2 separate regions of the Anas platyrhynchos genome follow, and region 2 is linked to region 1. Evidence: chromatin contacts called from public Hi-C data. All regions are on one chromosome and are shown on one strand. Each heading gives the region's core, a stretch centred on a gene start, on an enhancer-like site or on the middle of the called end of the contact. The rest is flanking DNA. Distances are from core to core; before and after follow the strand shown.

The links. A called contact is a pair of places that touch in the nucleus more often than the background predicts.
Region 2: a contact with region 1 is called in a Hi-C map of skeletal muscle, with 2.1 times the contacts expected there. The contact joins the promoter of LOC101804261 here to the enhancer-like site in region 1. A contact is called at or near these places in 4 of 8 Hi-C or Micro-C datasets (F1 follicle, liver, skeletal muscle and 1 more).

Annotation. Positions count from the first base shown.
Region 1 is chrZ:44,766,385-44,770,714 of IASCAAS_PekinDuck_T2T, forward strand. No RefSeq gene overlaps it. Among named protein-coding and RNA genes, the nearest start is that of CTSL, 22 kb to the right of the region's middle. Within about 2 kb of position 1,822, at least 3 of the 8 cell types and tissues checked have an H3K27ac peak or open chromatin away from gene starts, as enhancers often do.
Region 2 is chrZ:44,824,260-44,828,550 of IASCAAS_PekinDuck_T2T, forward strand. LOC101804261 (fructose-1,6-bisphosphatase isozyme 2) reads right to left here and starts at 2,972. Exons shown (of 7, transcript XM_021270706.4): 1 at 2,693-2,972. The coding sequence starts at 2,865.

The DNA of each region.
Region 1 (4,330 bases), core at 572-3,071:
AATCCCAGACATGAGTACAGACTGGGAGAAGAACTCACTGAGAGCAGCCCTGCAGAGAAGGACTTGGGGGTTCTGGTGGATGAAAGGCTCCACATGAGCCAGCAGTGCGTGCCTGCAGCCCAGAAGACGAACTGCATCATTGGCTGCACCAACAGAGGGGTGGGCAGCAGGTGGAGGGAGGGGATTGTGCCCCTCTGCTCTGCCCTTGGGAGGCCCCACCTGGAGTCCTGCATTCAGCTCTGGGGTCCCCAGCACAAGAATGTTGTGGGGCTGTTAGAGCAAGTCCAGAGCAGGGCTACAAAGTTGATCAGAGAGAGGGCTGGAGCACCTCTCCTTTGAAGAACGGCTGAGAGCTGGGGTTGTTCAGTCTGCAGAAAAGATGGCTCCAGGATGACCTCACTGCAGCCTTTCAATACTTAAAGCGGATATAAAAAAGATGGAGAATGACTTTTTACACGGGCAGAATGGGCAGACAATGACAGGACAAGGGGGAATGGTTTTAAACTAGAAGAGGGGAGCTTTAGTTTAGATGTGAGGAGGAAATTCTTCACTCAGAGGGTGGTGAGGCCCTGGCACAGGCTGCCCAGAGAAGCTGTGGATGCCCCATCCCTGGAGGTGCTCAAGGCCAGGCTGGATGGGGCTTTGGGCAGCCTGGGCTGGTGGGAGGTGTCCCTGCCCATGGCAGAGAGAATCAGATGATCTTTAAAGTCCTTTCTAATCCAAGCCATTCTTTGATTCAGCTTTGCAAATGAAATGGAAGAGCAATGCCCAAGCTGAACCTTCAAAAGAATTAAATAAAGCATGCTGTGTGCTGAAACCTCTCTTCAGGTCGGAGCAGTCAGAGCAGTGCATGGTCCTCTTTGAAGGTTGGTTGAATGCACTACGTACAGTACTAAAATCTATTTCTATTTGGCTTTGAACTATGCTTGTTAAAAAATAAATAAATATAGAAATAAATAAACAGGACCACAGATTCACTTATGTCTCAGTTTTCCTGTCTTGGAAAGCAAGGTAATAAAAAAATAAATTATTATTATTATTATTATTATTATTATTAATAATAATAATAATAATAATAATTATAAATAATAATAATAATTAATAATAATAATTAATAATTAATAATTAAATTAATTAAATAATTAAATTAATTAAATAATTAATAATAATAATTATTATTAATAATAATAATAATAATAATAATAATAATAATAATTAATAAATAAATAAATAAATAAAAAGGAAGAAAATAAGATTTTAGCAATTCTCAGGTACTTCTGGTTTCCAAAGTGTTTAAATGTTTATAGCAAAGACACTCAGACTTTGCATGTATGAATTCAGGTCTGCAGAAGTCAGCTGAGCTACAGACAGAAGACTGTACGGTGGCACCGTTTACCATAACCAGCTTTACTGGAACAGTGGACAAATAGCAAACGCTGACTCAAGGCTGGAAGAGTGCCTCAGCTGGACCTGGTTCAATCCTGCATTAACCAAAATGGCTTAGCACTTCTGCACCAGCAGACTGCCCTGGGTGAGGTCCAGACCCAAACCATGCATATTTAGAGATCATTCTTGAAAACGCAGCCGTGCTGCTGTGCTGGCTGGATGTGCCTGCAAAATCACCGCCCTGTGCTGAGACGGGGCACATCGGGACTGAGCTGCGGGACCTGGGACCTGTTGGCATGAACATAGGACATCCATGCAGCTAACAGGCACTCGCATCTCCAAGCAGAAAGGAAGGCTGGGAGAGGCTTCTGCTGCGTTTCTGCAGCGTTTGCATGCGTGAGTAAGGGCTGGCATGAGGCACTGACTGGCGTGTGGTGCACGGGGCTGCACTTTTCTCAGCAGAGCCCAGGAAAGCAGGGCAGGCTGTCGTGTCAGCCCGTGCTGAGGCTGTCAGAGGGCTGCGTGTGTGACCCTCTGACTCACCGTGTGCTTCCTTTCTTCGGCTGCCCCTTCCATTGCAAAATCTGCTGGTTTAGCCTGGCCACGAGGAAGGATACTTTCATCATTGCAGTCTGTGGCTTCCTAGGGGTGAGTAAGTCTCAGAAGGGCATCCCCCCTGCAGGACAGTTTACCAGCCGAAATGCACCTAGCAGAGTGGGTCAGATAAGCAAAGTGAGTGCAGGGAGAGAGGTCACCTGCTGGGACCTTTGGAATATTGACAAGTCCTGCTATCCCTAAATTTGCCTTCAAAGCCCTACAACTTGGCAGCACTGGCATATATTTTGTTTGTTTGTTTTTTCAGATTCTGACTTTTTATTGGTTGCAAATGAGGAAAAAAAAAAATTTACTCTGCAAAGTGCTGAGTGCAGTCGGCTACCACTGAGGCCAAAGCTTTCATCACTGTGGAAAACTGAGGGCACAGGTCTTGAATGTTGTGCTGAAGGCAATGTAGTCAGTGCACACGAAAGCCAGTGCCAAGCCCAGGTGAGCTCCAGGACAGAATTAGCTCCTTCATTCCCAAACCCATTGTGTGGATGATTTCATCATTCCTGGGGTAGGAAAGAGATTACTTTGGAGGTAATCCCACCTATTTGACAGCTAGGATTAGATTATTTGATTTGTTTATAAATAAGGAGTCAAAACACCACTCCCTACAACCAGAGCACTTTGGATCAAAGTTTTCCAGAGAACCCCAGGGATCACGTTGGTGGCTGGAGGACGTTGTAGCAATTAGCCTGGAGATCATGGAAGACGATGAGTCACCGTAGCCAAATTAGTACCAGATAGGATAGGCTAAATTTCCTTGGTTGCTCACAGTCAGAAGGAAATACTGCTTGCAGCTGTTAGGTCTGGCAGTCAAGTAGCAATAAGGATTGCAGAAGAAGCTTGAGGCAGTGACCTGCAGCAGCAGTCTGCTAACAGAGGCTCAGAAAGGAGCTGTGCAATGTTTAAACTCATGGATTAACACAGTCTTAATGTATGCTTCAGGAACTGAATTAAGGCCCACAGCTTAGAATTGTTGCTGTCAGGAGGAGGATTCCCAGGTCTGGCGTATGACCTTCTTATCCCAGCCTTATAACCTGGCTCAGGGGTGTTCTGCAAAGTGGTGGTTGCTGCCTTCTAAGGAAAATGAACCTCACCTGATGGCTTGGGTTTGGGCATACGGAGCAGGCGTAACAACAAATGCAAAGCCACCACGCTACCTGCCTGTTTGCCATTCGCTCCCCAGGGACCTATGCTCATTTGTGCATAGCAGAACAGGGACAGCGTTTTTCCAAGCGTGGGGAAAAGTCAAGCAGTGTTAGCAGAGGAATCATTTCCCCATCAGTGATTCAGCAATACGTAGTCCAGATTATCTTGTTTATTACCACTGTGGCTAAGACAGCTCTGCTGAAAGTCTAAGCCACTAAAGAAAGGCTTAAGTGATGAGGAGAAATTCTGGCTTGTTTTACACGTTGAGCTCCACTAAGGATGTTCAGTTTCTTAGTGTCTGGTCCTCATGCTAGAGCACTGGTTCCACCGCTCCCCTCCCAGGCCCATCTTTCTGCTTGAAGCTCTGCTGCTGCAAAGGGCGCTGCCTGCCTGCTGCAAGACGTGGTCTGTGGCAGGGTGGCAGCAGACGTCTGCACGAGAAAGTTTTCGGCAGGCTTTTATCATCTCCGTCTCCAGTTATTGTTTCTAGGATGTGGTTTCAATGAAATCTCTGAAATAAAAGTTTTCCCCAGAGGAGAACCATAAACTTTGGCAGCAATTTTCTGCTTGTGGAAGCTGCTAATAGAGACTACCTCCAAACATTACTCTGACTAGTAAGAGAAGTAATATGCAAACTGATTCTGTCACTACCAGAATCAGTGTCAAAACCCGATATAAGAACCTCCTTTAACCTCCCATCAACCTGAAGCCTGTAGTCCTTGCTATCTCTGTATAGTCACAGCTTCCACGTGCCTGTGCATTAGGGGCAGACATGGATGAGGGCCACCTGCCCTGACTGGTATTGGAAGACCCGTGGATCCACGTGTACTCAGCATGAGTAAAGCCTGGGGTTCCTCCTACACCTCAGCACACCTGCAAAGGCTGCTCATCCCACTTCACCCCTGCTGCTAGCATCCAGGCCCAGACCTGCACTTTGCTTAGGCTGAAGCCAAGATTTCAATTTCTAGCTTAGGAGAACTGATCTGCAGATCCAGCATTAGTCTTATCCAAGGGCTTACATTTCTCTGGCTATTTTTTACTCCTGTTATCTGTCTGCAGCTCCGCGTGTTTATCCAGCTGAGCTGGGCCTCAAAAAGTAAAGTGTGCAAACAGTACTAATGACAATTTTGAGAAGCTGAAAGATCAGGTGCAAGCAAGGCCTTTCAGTTTCAACAACAAGCTGTTTTCATTC
Region 2 (4,291 bases), core at 1,722-4,221, 59 kb after region 1:
GCTTGGATTAAAACATCAGGATGCATTAGGAGGTGTTTGCTGCTGCTGGAAAATAAAAGCATTCAGGAGCAAGGGAAGGAGCAGTGGCATCTTTCTGGGGCTCCATTAGGGTCCTTTTCCTCCTGCTTGGATGCTCTCCAAGCCTCCTCCCAGGAGCAGAGCCTGCAGCCCATCTGGCAGGTGCCAGGCTTTGCCAGCAGCCCCAGGAGGCACCCAGAAGTGGCTTTGGGGAAGGAGAAGGGACACACACCTTCCGTGTCATCTGCTGCTGGAACAGCTCGTACGGCTGCTCAGAGCACCGTGAGAATCCCCTCAGCCCCCAGCCACCCCAAAATCAGAAGCTTTGAAGACAACCCCTGATATTTCCATATGCTAAACTGCTCCTTTGGATTTTATTCAGATTAATTTATTTGGTGATCCTCAGCTGGGTTACGGTGATGTTTCTATTCTATATTTTGATTTTGGTAGCACATTAATTATGTAGTACATAGTAATATATATATCTGAAATTTCCAGTTGAGGAAGAACTATTTTGACATGACATGTGTGGTCAGGGCATATATACGGCATTTTTGTTCATTATGGAAAAACAGAAAGGACAGAAAGGGGGACAACTAAATAATCTCTATTGTGTTCGTCAGCAGCAGGCCTGACTTTTGGGGACTGGTCTTTTCTCTTATTCAAAGCTAAGATCTGCCTGAGCTTTTCAGAAGTATTGAGTTTTTCAGGTATTTGCATTTTCGAGAGCCAGGTTTAAGATGCTGGAAAGGAATGTGATTTTTAGGGCACGTTAAACATCCAATCTCCAGTTAGTGTGTTTCCAGGCAGGTTTCCAACCCAAATTTATTTTTTATTTTGTTAAGCCATTCTTCACCTTTGAATGGCAAATTTGTTAAAAATTCACACTGCACTATAAACCATCAAAGAAGTTACTTCACATTCTCCTATTTGGAGAAGCCATAAAAATCAGAGCTCTCTAGCTGCATTTTTCTGTTTGATGATAAGGTCCCAGCTCTTGCTCATGGGAAGAAGGCATAAGTGCAGACAGATGCAAACCAGTCACCATGGTTGGAAGCTTGCCACAGGAATCTCCAAAATTTCATGGTTTCAGCAGCAGTTTGAACAGTACAGGTTATTTATTTGTGTGTTTGGATATTTTAGATATTTCTTGGTTGTTATCTTATATATATATATATATATATACATACATATATATATAGATATAATATCATATATATACATTATATATATCCTTTATATACATATACATAAATAAAAATAAATATATATATACCAAATATATAAATTTGGTAGAAAAAGATGTTTACTCCTTAAGATAATGGGTGTATTCCTTCTGAAGGGAAGATTCATGTAGCACTGAGGCAGTAGTAGAGTCTTGTAGGCAAGGTGGCTATTCCACCTCCAGTCTATTAAGCAGTAGTTCTCCCCACTTATGAAATAAATCAGAAGTTGTATCTTGAAAGACAAAAAATAAGTAAATGCAACATTTCCTCTAAAATGGGAAGAAAAAACAGCTCAGCTTTACCTCATAACTACAGAGACAAAAATACAACTTAAGAGTTAGCGCACAGGAACATGAGGCTGCTGCTAACTTTGGGTACGACTCTCTACAAATTACAGTCCACACCTGTAAAGTGAGTATGGTAGTACTGAGACACTGAATTTATGATTGGAAAAGATCATCGAGGGTTTTGACCAAATAGGCAGCAGAAGCGCAAAAAAAAAAACAGGGTGTTAAAGCATTTCAGTGTTTCCACAGGATGAAAAAAAATAATAATAATTAGAAAGGAGTAAATGACAAGTGTTGTCTTTCTTACATAGATATATTCCCTATCTTCTACAAATGCATGCATATGTACATGCACAGGAGTGTGCACAAATATACTTTAATACATAAACAACAACTGTATATTTTAAATACATAATTTTATTAGGAGTTTCCAGCTCCCTGAGCTGCTCCTAATAGATCACCATTAAAAGATCACCATTAAAAGGCTGATAGTGATTTATTTATTTATTTATTTCAATCTGGCTGTGTGAAGAACAGCACAAGTCATTCCAGGATTTGCTAAGGTAAATTTTTGCTTTCTAAACCACTACATGCCAAATTATTTTGTTTGCTTTTCATATAAGACCTTTTAAATCTCCCCATCTGTAACGCTGACACTGGTTGAGGAGGGAGGGGTAAATGTACCCATGAAGGATAGCATATGCCATTTCTTGCAGGGTTGTTGCTTCGGAGCATGACTTACACTGCAGTCAGGCAGAACATCAGCTTCCCAAGGCAAGCCAAGATCTGTTTGCACCACTCAGCACCGTGCTTGGCTGTTAGCAGAAAATATCACGGTGCATTTTCCTGCAGATTCACAGTAAATTTAAAAATACATCAGTATCAACCTTTAAGAGGTGAATGGCGCCCTGAAGTCCTGACTCGTGTTTTAGCAGTAAAATATTGCAGAACAGCAGCTTGCCTAAGCTTCTACCTAGTGCTCAATACTGGAGTGCTCCTGAGAGATCTCCACTTCCCGCTCCTGGCAACCCATGTCCTGACCTCCGCCTGCCTGCAGCCTCTTGCAATGCAGTTAAACATCCCTACCCTCTTCCCAGCCTTGCACTGCAAGCAGGAGCCTCTCCACCTCATGTCCTCCCCGTACGTCTCAGCAGGACTCACATGTGGGCAAGGCCCGCCTTTCTGACTGCCGAGGAAATGGCCTTTATGGCAGTCAGCATGGAGTTGAGCAGCTGTGTCAGCTCCCCGGTGGCTCCTTTGACTCGCCGTCCCTTTTCCATGACAAACCGCGTGAGGGTCAGCATATCTGTTTCGAAGGGGGTTTTGTCGGACATTTTTGCTGGGTACCAGTGTCCCTATGCTCTCGGCTGGGTTGGGCGCTTTCTTGCTGTGTTGAGATGCCGGGCAGCTGTTTTATTTTGAGGGGAAGCTACTGGCTGCACTGCCAGCCAGAGTTTATTAAAATGCTTCCAGGACCATGTGATGGGGTGCTCAGAATAGCTGCTCACGGACTGGCTCTGCGGCTCCTCCGGGATGCAGGAAGGGAGCCCGGGACAGGGAGCATGGCTGAGAGAGCAGAGCTGCCTCTCCGCTGCCCTGCCCACAGCTACAATTCCTGGTGCCCAGATCTATCGACACACCCTCATGGTACATTAGGCTGCTTTTAATGCAAAGCTCTTGTTTAGCCACGTGGCTAAAAACTGCTTTCCCAGAGACACTGCTCAGCAGCAGGCTCAACATCACGAAGTGTGAAAAGCAATGTACAATTTGCAGCTGCTCTGCGTCTAAAGTGAGAAGACTATTTAGCCACCTAATACAGTGGTGTGGAGGTTAATTCAACAACCACAGAAAATATTTCAGCCAGGGCCAGGCCTTGTCTACACCAAGATTTTTTGCATGATGACTTACAAAATGAGTGCACTGAGCATCTAGGCAGGCATCTATTAAAGATGCTTTATATTGCTGCTGCAAACCCATTTTAATAACTTCATTCCCAGTCTGGGCTACTTGTAATATTATACTGTTTGCATAGAAAAGTACTCGTTGAGCTATGGCTTGTTTGCTTACAAAGTAATTAAACCTTCAATAATCTACAAATGAAGCTTATTTGATTTTAGCATGTCTGTGTCATAAATGAAATTTTAAGTCAGGGTTGTTATGGTAGTGCACCATGTACAGAAAACACTGCACAGGAAACATTTGGTCTTTCAGGAGGCACATCCTTACTGTGCAGGTTATGGAGAGATGGCACAGGCTGCCCACATCAGCAGCACAGTCTTCTCCTTGGAAAGATGCAAAAGCCACCTGGAAAAGTGGCCCTGGGCAGCCTGCTCTGGGTGGCCCTGCTTGGGCAGGGGTTGGGCCAGGTGGGCTCTGGAGGTCCTTTCCAATCTCACATATCCTGTGTGTCTGTGATTGTTTGTAAGTGTAGGTATGTCTTAGTTTGCAATTATATTACAAGTAATACTGCCATAATTTCTTTACAAGCTATATCTTGTATCACATGGCACTAACATGAAGGCAAAAGAAATACCAGTGAACTAAGTACAGGTTATTAGCTGCAATATAGAAACTACAGATTTAAATTGCAGCACTACCCTCCCACTCAGAAGAGGCTATAAGAACAATCATATGTTGTAGTCTTCGTTTTACTCATTAGCAGCACTCTCTTGTTTTTAAGATAAAGATCTGGAAAGCCCACAAGTACAATAAGAAAATCTGGAGCTAAATCCAAAAAGTTGCACTGAGTTTCACCATTAT